Regions from separate parts of the Gossypium hirsutum genome. Here region 1 is linked to region 2. Evidence: chromatin contacts called from public Hi-C data. All regions are on one chromosome and are shown on one strand. The core of a region is the stretch at or near the end of the contact, and the rest is flanking DNA. Distances in the headings are between cores, read along the strand shown. Region 1 holds the start of LOC107887280 (hydroxyproline O-galactosyltransferase GALT6). Region 2 holds the start of LOC107887285 (protein-L-isoaspartate O-methyltransferase 1).

Region 1 (4,954 bases), core at 1,114-3,613, 310 kb after region 2:
CATATAACATGAATGGGGCAACAACCCTAGTAGAAATACAAGGGTGAGTCGTTCACCCCTCTCCTACTCTAAGTAGGATGTTGTTTTTTCTATTTAAAATAAACCTCTATAATTGTACAAGGGTTCTACCTTCTTTTTCTATAAATAGATGACATTGGTAGAGCTATTAACAAATTTTTAAAGGATTTTTATTTTGCCGAAAATAGAGAGAATTTATTCTCAACTTATAAGCATATTTTTCAGAATAACAATTTTATCGGTTTCTATTAAAGAAGAGAGAATTTTCGTTTTCACCAAAAAAAAAACTTTTTCTATTTCTATATTTTGATTCAATTGGTTTGTGCCCATACTCAGAGCAATTCATGGTATGCGAATAGCACAGATCGTTTGTTGAAAGCCAAAAAAATCAATAATCTATTTATCCAAAAACACAGGTACGAATTCAGTTAAGGTTTATTACTATAAATATCACAAATTAGGTTGATTTTCAAAATTTTAATTTTTTATTGTGCAAGAAAACCATTTTCAAATTGGGTTTTTTCCCAACAACTAGGCCATTTTGGTGGCCGATGTAATCTCCCGAATTTGGGTCTAACGTCTAGGATGAGTTTTGGAGGTTACATCCTCCTTCTTGTTTAGCTAATCATAATAATCATATCAAGATCAAAACAAAGACATTCAGATGTAAGAAAGCCATAATTCATTTGCATGCAGAGAGAATTTAAAGATTAGCTGCAATCATAAACATCTCAATACAAGCTCAATGAATTAAACTAAAATCTTAAATATTATCAGTTTACTAAATCCTCAATCACTTAAGCTGATACATTATTTTCTCCATCCACGCAGATCGCTTATTAACTTTTCTTTCTTACAGATAAAACCAGAGAATAAGATGGAAGAAAGAAAAATGAATACCAGGATGAAAGAATCCTCCCATATATAATCTTCCCACTACCGCTTTCCTTAATCCCAAGTCAGTTAGTACTATTAATACCCTTAATCATAATATTTTCTACTAAAAGAAAACTCTTTGTTCTAAAGTAATAAGACTAAACTTGAATTCTAACTATTTATCAATTAGTTCGCAAGATTCCCATTAGAAAGTTTTTTTTAAGTGTGACACGAAAGATAGAAACGGCCAAAGGACTTTCCTTTTATATATAAGTATATATAGATAGCATGATACGTTAAAAAAACCCGAAAAGGTTGAGCCAATCTTACTGATCAAATCGAGAACCATATCTATTCTGCCTGAAAGATATACATTGATCAAAAGCATGTTGAATCGATTAAAAATCTGTTTAATTTTTTTTAAAAGGCAAATTATATTAGTAGTAACCTAATTATGGTTTTTTTTCCTTGTCATTCAATTATCAAATGTTACAAAATGATTATCCAACTATTAGTAAATTTCTTTTTTAATCACCCAACTATGAAAAGTTACAAAAATGCCACCTAACTATTCAAGTTTGTTTTTGTTTTTGTCACTAATGGGTTAATGTAAAAATAGAAATGCCAAAAAATCCAAGATAGTTGGTTGACCAAAAAAAACAATGGAATAGTTGTGTGACAAAAAAAAAATATCAATAGTTAGGGGACTAGAAAAGAGAAAAAAAACATAGTTAGGTGACTACTAATGTAGTTTGCCCAAATATGTTTTTTAAATTTGTATGAACTTTATATTTATACATATTGGATATTTTTATAAAATTTTAAATTATTTATTTATATGACATATAAAACAAATAATGGAATGTCAATATGAAATATATATGGACTGCCACATGGATTGTCATGTCTGTATTATTAAAAGTTAATATTTTAGTCAACACCTCTATTAAAAAAATTTAACTTTTTTTAAAAAAGTCAATGGTTAAATTTAACTTTAAAAAAAGCCAAAATGATAAAAAATACAAATATTGAGGATTAAATTTATTATTGTGCCATATATTTTTAAAATTTTATTTATAATGAAAGTGTTTTAAAATTTTAAGCTTCTAATTTTATATAAAAAGTAAAAGGGTTAGTATTTAGTAATTTTTAATATATATATTTATTTTACAAATAATTTTAAAAAATTGTATGTGTTCTTTAAATATTTATTTTTTTAATATTTTACTATAAGATATTTATCAATCTCTAACATTACTTATAAAGTTAAAAAAACTCCACTAATAATATATCAAATTTGATTCTAAAATAAAAATACAATATGTTTTACCTTTTACTTAATTTGTTGACATACTAAAGGAATTAATTTAAGGTATTCAAAAATGGAATTTCTTTGGCTGAACCCATACTGGGACGGATTCCGGCCTCTTAATATTTGTATAAATGAAAAGAAAAGTGAACACGTGGGCGGGAGAGTTAAACAGATGATGGACACCTAATATTGAGTGCCGGAGATTAAAAGCTGAAACATGGCGGCCTTTCCAACGAAGAATCCCATTTCATAAATCAATTTAAATTAAATTAATTAACAGCGGTTTATCAAATTTACTTTGTTTTTATATTTTTGTTGTGATAGAATCTATACCATAGCTTCTAAGTACCTCCTTTTACGCGTTTCCTTTCCCACATTTATAACCCCAAACTCTTTCACCCTCTTTGAAGACTACTATAAATTTTCTCTTCCATTTTCCGTCTCTGTCTCTTGATTTCATCGGTTGTCCTTTTTGGGTTGTGGGAGGGGATAAGGAAATGAAGAAATCGAAGTTATCGAAGCTAGATAGATTAGACAGATTCGATATGTTCATTTCCTTAGCAAAGCAACGATCGGTTCAGATTCTGTTCATCCTTGGTTTTCTGTACTTAGTTTTGGTTACCGTCGAGATCCCATTTGTGTTCCGGACTAGGTTAAATACTTTGTCTCAGGAACCATTAACTCGGGTTCCTAGACTCGCTAGCGAGGTTGAATTTCAATACAAAGAGGCACCGAGTCGTCCCTTGAATTGGGTTTCCAAGAACGCGCCCACCCCAACTCAGTTTCACCATCAGAAGCAACTAAAACTCCAGTCTACGATCCTCTCTCGTTTGTCTTTTGATGCCGAATCCTTTGACCCGACTGCGAAAGACGGGTCGTTGGAGCTCCATAAGTCAGCAAAAGTTGCTTGGGAAGTTGGGAGAAAGCTGTGGGAAGAACTCGAATCAGGGGAAGTCAAAATTGGCTCTATAAATAAACCCAAAAAACCCAAGAATGAATCCGAACTATGTAGGCCTTCGGTTTCTTTATCGGAATCGGAGTTTTTGGCCCACGGCAAGGTCATGGTGCTTCCCTGCGGGCTTACTTTGGGGTCTCACATAACGGTGGTGGGGAAACCGAGAGCAGCCCATGCGGAGACAAATCCGAGGATTGCGTTGCTAAAATCCGGGGAAGATTCTGTTATGGTTTCGCAGTTTATGATGGAATTGCAGGGGTTGAAGACGGTGGATGGGGAGGACCCACCGCGGATTCTTCATTTTAATCCCAGGTTGAAAGGGGATTGGAGTAGGAAGCCGGTGATCGAGCAGAACACTTGTTATAGGATGCAGTGGGGAACTGCCATGCGTTGTGAAGGGTGGAAATCCAAGGCTGACGATGAGACTGGTGAGTTTGGCTTTTCTATTTTTTTTTTATTGAAGGCTATGTTGATGCACATGCTAATCAGAGGTGAATTATATTTGGTGACCAAAAGGTTGTTTTGTTGGATTTGCGTTAGAACCTTTAAATCTTAATCTGTTGGTAGTTTTTAGTTAGACTTTTACCTTCTCTAAATTAAGAAATATTTGTGTTTTGTAATTGATTTCTTCTTAGCATCTTCTTGATCGGTGAAATATTTTGGTTTGGGATTAAGGCCTGTCTAATATGTTCGTATGTTAATTCTAGACGCTAGATTTAGGGTGTTTCCGAATGCAAATTTTATTTTTCTTAGTGAATTTATTCATTAGCATGTGTGTGTGTGTATGGTATGGTATGTTTGATTTCTTTTAAGTTATTTCATATATTTGAAGGACTGTAAGCCCCAGCTATGTCCGAATACATGTCAGACACAGGTATTAGATATAGATACTTCAAAGAAAATAAAGAACTGGAGTAACATAAAGTTGCTATGCGGATCTGCAAAGGCTATTTCCTGCCATTTTGTTTTTGTTCTTTTGCTTTTCTTCCTTGTTTAAGAGATGAACCATGGCGTGCTTGCTGGTGATATTTGAGATTTGCCGTCTCTTGTGACTCGTGATTTTATGGTTAGCATTTTGAGTTCTGTGGCATTTGCTTCTACAAAATCTCCTTTTTAAATATGATGGATTGCAATTTTTCTTGTATTTCGTCAAAACATTGGCTACTGATATATGTAGCTTGGAAGCAAATAGGAGAGATAGGTTGCCCCCAAAAACTTTAAAAAAACCTATCTGATTTGCTTTGCGGTTTAATCATGTTGTTCTAGAGCTCTCTTTTGCCTAGACAAAGAGATAAAATAAGTAAGAAAGTTCTCTCCTTTGGTAAACTCCCATAGGTTTCCCAATTATTTCTTCTTTCCTTGCAGTCCTTGCTTCACCGTCGGCAAAATTACAATATTGCTGTTTTGAATTGTCTGCAATGGGCTTCATTAATTTCATCACTGATTCTTATGCCCACAAAATTGTCTACTCTGCAGTTGATGGTCAGGTCAAGTGTGAGAAGTGGATACGAGATGATAATGACCGTTCTGTGGAGTCTAATGCAACATGGTGGTTGAAAAGGTTAATAGGTCGAACAAAAAAGGTGACTGTTGACTGGCCCTTCCCATTCACTGAGGGGAAGCTTTTTGTCCTGACACTTAGTGCTGGTTTGGAGGGATACCATGTTAGTGTTGATGGGAGGCATATTACTTCTTTTCCTTATCGGACTGTAAGTTGTATGACGTTGACTTAGTATTATTATCATGTTGCATCTTGATTCGTTCTTGATATGATTTGATCTTGTTGACAGGGG
Region 2 (5,723 bases), core at 1,595-4,094:
CCAAGGCGAAGCCCCTTTTGAGCTGAAATGATTATAGATTAAGACTATATGTTGCTGTTGGTTTTTTATTTCATATTTGCCCTTTCCTATTTCTATTTCTATTTCTTTTCATTTTATTAACAGTTCTGAAGTTTTGCAAAATATTTGTATGAAATATTTTTATCCAGAGAGTTGGTCATCATTTGGGAGAAACTTGTTTCAACTAAACTATCATCTACAACAATGATATGAAAAATGCATAATATTGTTGGAAAACAGAGAAAAACCAAAACAGATTCATATAATCATCTTTCACTGTGCCATGGATTGCTTCCAGGAAGCATTTTCATTATGTTCCAAGTTCAAACATATGAAAAGCATGCCATTTATACAACGGTGCAAGTCCGAAAAAAAAAAAAAACTCCGATATTCTGTACAATACTGGATTCAATAACAGGAACCACCTGAAAATAAGGTACTTACCTGAGCTCAATAACCCTTCAACTGTGCATCGCGACTGGTCAAAGGTACGTATCGAACAGCAGTCTCGCTTCTAATGCTAACCGAACCATCCAAATTCTTGTCCACCACTTGCAAATCTTGGAATATTTTTCCTACAGGGATCACCATTCTACCGCCGGGCTTCAATTGATCAATAAGGGGCTGAGGTATTTCTGGTGCTGCTGCTCCAACATGTATAGCATCATAGGGTGCATGTTCCGGCCAACCTTCTCGGCCATCTATGACAATGTACATGATCAAACCATCAATCACAAACATTCATGGAAACATTGTCTCTCAATATATTAGTTCTTTATGAAAAGTTCAACTCAGACAACTAACTCATTTTCATTCCTGTTGAATTTGGTTTATGGTTTAGAGCAAATCCTGTTTCAATATATCAAGTTCTGATAAGTACATACCGCCAGCATGCACTGAAAGAGAACCTCCTTTCAATGGCGAAGCCGCAGCACTTTTTTCAATATTTTTTATAGAAGAAGCAACCAATTCAGGAATATGTTCCACACCAATAGCACGACCCTGTGGTCCAACCATTGTTGCAAAACAAGCAGTCAAGTACCCCGTTCCTACAGAACAAATGCATGATGAAAACTAAAATAAGCCTTTCCACAAGAAAAGGAAAATAAAAATATTAGACTGCTATCAATGACTAAATTATGCAAAAAGTGTTATGATAATGATCCAAAAAGCCTTCGGACACTTGAAAGTTTATAACACTAGTGTTCTTCAAACAACCTTTCGTTTTCCCGCCACTACCATAGAGTCGTAAACACTTGAGATTGGATTTTGATGGTTTCACTAAAAACATTTCCTAAATGCAGGATGATTGGATGCAGCCATCAACTAGTATGGTCGACTGTTTCTCAATGACCATTGACAAAGTGAGATTAACATCAAGAGAATAAGTGCAGCACATTTGATATTCCACCATTTCAAGAGAGTAGTATATATGAAAGAATCTGAAAAGCACAGATACGACATAATGGAGTGAAAAGAGACCTGAACCAATGTCTAAAGCATGCATGCCGGGCTGCAAATTTTCCTCCAATAACTGAAGGCAGGTAGCATGCATATGAGGTGCAGAAATGGTGGCATTGTAACCTATTGCCATTGGACTATCGACATAAGCTGGGGTCCCATCAGGTACAAATAATGCTCTATCAATAGTCTCCATTACTTCAACAACCTTCTTTGATGAAATCACTCCATATCGCTGCAACTGCTCCACCATTTGTTTGTTCTTGTTGGTCCCACTTCCACCCGAGTGGTGCTAACAAATCATTACCAAAAATGTTTAGCACAAAGTCACCATTGAACCGAAAAACAACAAAAGGAAACAGAAATACTGAAATAAAGCCACTGAATGCTACACGAATCAACCACTGAAAATGCCTATGGCCATAACTAATTTTATTTTCAAGGCAAGCCACAAAATAACAGAGGAACCTCAGACAGAGAAGTTGAACAAGCAATCATTGGTATAGACGTCATCGCAGGTCCAATGCCCTCCTTATCAAGGGCAGCCACGGGCTGAGTTCGCAGGTCCGAAGTCGATGGACATGCTAAATTATCACTAGACATGGCACAATGGGCCCCAATGGAAATAGCCAATAGAACATAGCATCCCCAGGCTACTTGACATACCGGACCCTGTACCAGGAACTACCTCAAATGATGTCTTTTGCACCAATAATTACATCCACAACATAAAATTCCCACCTTCTGGCAAGTTCACAAAAATAACAATCAAATTGCAATATGTTTTGTTTAAATTCCTAGATTATGAATCTTACAAAATTACACTAATTGAACCTATTATGTTAGTAAAAGTCCAAAAAATATTCAACAATTCAAACAATTCTATATATATAACAAAAGCTAGTTCTTCAAGCTATCATTGATGATCACCCTAGAAATTCTCAGAAACCGTCCCTAAATTATTCCTTTTCTATTTTTGATGATCAACCAAGACAATAGTATCATTTTTTGAAAACCCAAACTCAAAACCAAAGTAATAAACAAAAAAAGAGAGGAAAAAAAACACCATTTCCCCGTAATCAGAAGGAAAACAAAACCCAGAAACCAAAACTGTTATTAAGCATAAAAGTGAAGCGAGAGAGAGGGAAGAAAAAGGAAAGAGTAAGGCACCTCCATCCTGAAAAACAAGGGGTTATCCTAAGAAGAAAATTGAAGTTAGGGAGCTAAAAGATTGATTAATAAAGGAAGAATCGAACAAAATGAAGAAGCAGCAGAGCGTGGATGAAGAAAGAAGGTACTAGGGTCAGTTTCCATTAGTATAATATGGCTTGCTAGCTTTGCTCACTCGGAGCTGACTCATCTGGTTGGCCCAACACTGACGATACTCTCTTGGGCTTACTTTTGTAATTGATAATTCTTCCATGGATCAATGATGATAGCAAATTTCCGGGCCTTTAGTTGTTTATGAAATTGTTCTTGGTTTAATTCCATGCCCTTTTCTACCAATGATACATTTTTGTGGGCTTGTTTGGTAAGAATTGTTCGGATTAACTTTTTAAGTTGGAAAGTTGAGTTAAAATTTAGAAGGTTAATATTAGGGTAGAAAAATAAGTTTTAAAAAAATTAGGCTCTTTTAAAATATGGATTAGACTCTAATTTTAATATTCAAAGCCCAAATTCGGCCTAATCTGTTCGATTTTTAAGTATATAATATGTTATTTTTCTTTTCTTTTCTTTTATGTATTATGTTATTTATATATAGAAGTTAAGTATATTATGTTATAATGTAAATATAAATTTTTTTAATAAAATAAAAAATATAATGATAGTATACTTATATATAATTACTAAATATTAAAAAATAGTAACTTTTTTTTAAAAAAATAATACAAGGGAATCTAGATAAATTCAACCTAACTGTTTACAATTATGAACTAATTTAAATAAAATTTTAAACTCATATTTCAAATTAGATCGAGCTTAAATAACTACCAATTAGTTTAGCGAGGAGATGAAGATGGTAGTGTGAAAAAGATTGGCTAACCAGTTAAAATGCATAGGACTAAATCGATTTTAGTTTTAAGGAATCCATGAACTGACACTCTTATTACTTGTTAGTAAAAATAATCCACCTTAAAATAATACGGCTTAGGTTCTGGGACTATAATAATCCATAAGCTAATATCGGTAATTCCTCAAGCGTGCAAAAGGCTTGTTATCTTGAGGCTTGGGTTTTGGAACTAGAAATGGAAATTCAAAACTTGAAGGGCAAGATCAGGAAGCTGCATGATGAGCTAGTGGTTAAGGACTTGAAATCAACATTATTGCATAGTATCATCATAGTTTACTAGGTCATCTATTTGATAAACTAGACCATCATGAACAACTTCTATCCTAAGGAAACTATCCCCCTAAGCCAAAGCTTTTTATGATGTTGACCATTTTCAAGTTCATCACTTGGAATAATATCATGACTAAAACCTCTTGGATTATTGTATTTCCAATGGGTTTCGAGACTTGAACTTGTTTATGTAACTTTTCCTAAGGAATGTCTTACAAATCGACACTGTGTCCATTTGGTCCTTTGGATTATAAAATAGCTTACCCCATTTTCTTTTTGAATATTCTACAAATATGCATAACTTTTGCTATTAACTTTGATTTCCCACGCTTTTAATATAATAGCATTTAAGATAAATTTTATATATTATATTTTTCTAAGCCATTTAGTGAAAATATGTTTTAATTTATCCAAATGTTTTTGAGTCAATACCAAAGTGTTCTAAGATGTTTAAAATGTTCTTAAGGAACTTTCGTAGTCAAGTCTTAAGACGTAGTCCTGAGACATAGGACTATATGTCTCAAGACATGAAATTTTAAAACTAAAATTTTGCTTTATGGGTTCCATGTTTAGAGACATTGGCATGTTTGTCTCGAGACATAGCCAACCAACGACTATATAATGACTATTTTTCAACCATATCTCGAGACATCTTGCCATGTTTCATGACCTGGGTTACAAGGATAGTTTTTACGCACAAACTTAATGCTCTCAACGGCAAGAATTTATCTCTAACGACCCATAAATGTTCACAAATTCATTCCTTAAAAAAATACAAGTCAAAGATAGATCAAGACACAAGATGGAGATATCCAAGCATCAAACACAAGAGAAAAGTATTCAATTTCTCATTATTTCATTTCTCTTGTAAATAGTCAATAAGAGTTTATTGTTAGATTTTTATTACTCTCATTTCATTTATTTGAAAGCTTAATTTTTTGTAAACATACACTTTGTAGAGGTTTTTTTTTGTTTACTTTCTTTCATATCAGCAATTATAAATTTGGATGGCTTTAATTGAGCCATAAAAACTAATAAGAGTTCTAGTTTTTCAATAAAAGCTAAGGGGAAAGGTTATATCTAAGCCTTGGGAAAAAGATAGAGTTGTAAAGTTTATACCTTCTACTTGAAAGGTATCAATTCTCATAGTAAATTGGGAAATCCTTGGTTGAGGTACACCAAGGTAGTGGATGTAGGCAATTAACGTCAAACTACTATAAATCGAATTATCCAAGTTGTTCTTCATCTTGTAGAGAATTTTAAAATACCAAATCAACCTCTATTGGTATTTTCGAGCCTAACACTTACCAAGTCTCCAACTTCATTGCATCATCATTCAATATGCGTGTTAGGAGTCCAATATCCTTAAATGGTTAAGGTTAGGATTCTTTGTTGTTTCACAACAATTATAGAATCTTAGGTGCAAACCTAGTTTGGGAAAACTCAAAATATAACAAGCCATTTGTAGCATATATCACCAAAAAGATAATGTCCATTATGAATAATTTTACAAAGACTATATACCATGTCTAACAAAGTTCCATTACTTCTCTCTGCTACATTACTATTGATGTAGAGTTTCTAATGCAATTATCTAGGATATGATCTCATTCTTTAAGTGGTTGGTCCTAAAAAATGACCCAATAAGTATTCTCCATTATAGTTATGTCAAAGCACTTTTATGGATAAAAATAATTACATTTTTACCTCATGTTGTGTTAGATACACATATCCAAATGCGAACAATTATCTATGACATTATGTTGTAATTGTACTCTTTTTGGTCACTAATGTTCATGGGGCCTCAAACATTAGTGTGCACAAGTTCTAAGAGTTCTTTAGCCCTTGCTACCTTTAGCTCCAAAAGACCTTTAAGTCTTTTTGATCTCTAAAAAGGATTTAG

Evidence for each region. A called contact is a pair of places that touch in the nucleus more often than the background predicts.
Region 1: a Hi-C map of leaf shows a contact between it and region 2, with 4 times the contacts expected there. The contact joins the promoter of LOC107887280 here to the promoter of LOC107887285 in region 2. A contact is called at or near these places in 6 of 34 Hi-C or Micro-C datasets (leaf and seedling).

The regions. Positions count from the first base shown.
Region 1 is chrA03:24,027,474-24,032,427 of Gossypium_hirsutum_v2.1, forward strand. LOC107887280 (hydroxyproline O-galactosyltransferase GALT6) reads left to right here and starts at 2,364. Exons shown (of 7, transcript XM_016811471.2): 1 at 2,364-3,589; 2 at 4,638-4,870; 3 at 4,952-4,954. The coding sequence starts at 2,704.
Region 2 is chrA03:23,712,529-23,718,251 of Gossypium_hirsutum_v2.1, forward strand. LOC107887285 (protein-L-isoaspartate O-methyltransferase 1) reads right to left here and starts at 2,845. Exons shown (of 5, transcript XM_016811474.2): 1 at 2,650-2,845; 2 at 1,948-2,151; 3 at 1,501-1,771; 4 at 903-1,067; 5 at 262-719. The coding sequence starts at 2,655. The coding sequence ends at 469. LOC107887895 (probable galactinol--sucrose galactosyltransferase 2) reads left to right here. Exons shown (of 18, transcript XM_041099198.1): 18 at 1-385. The coding sequence ends at 21.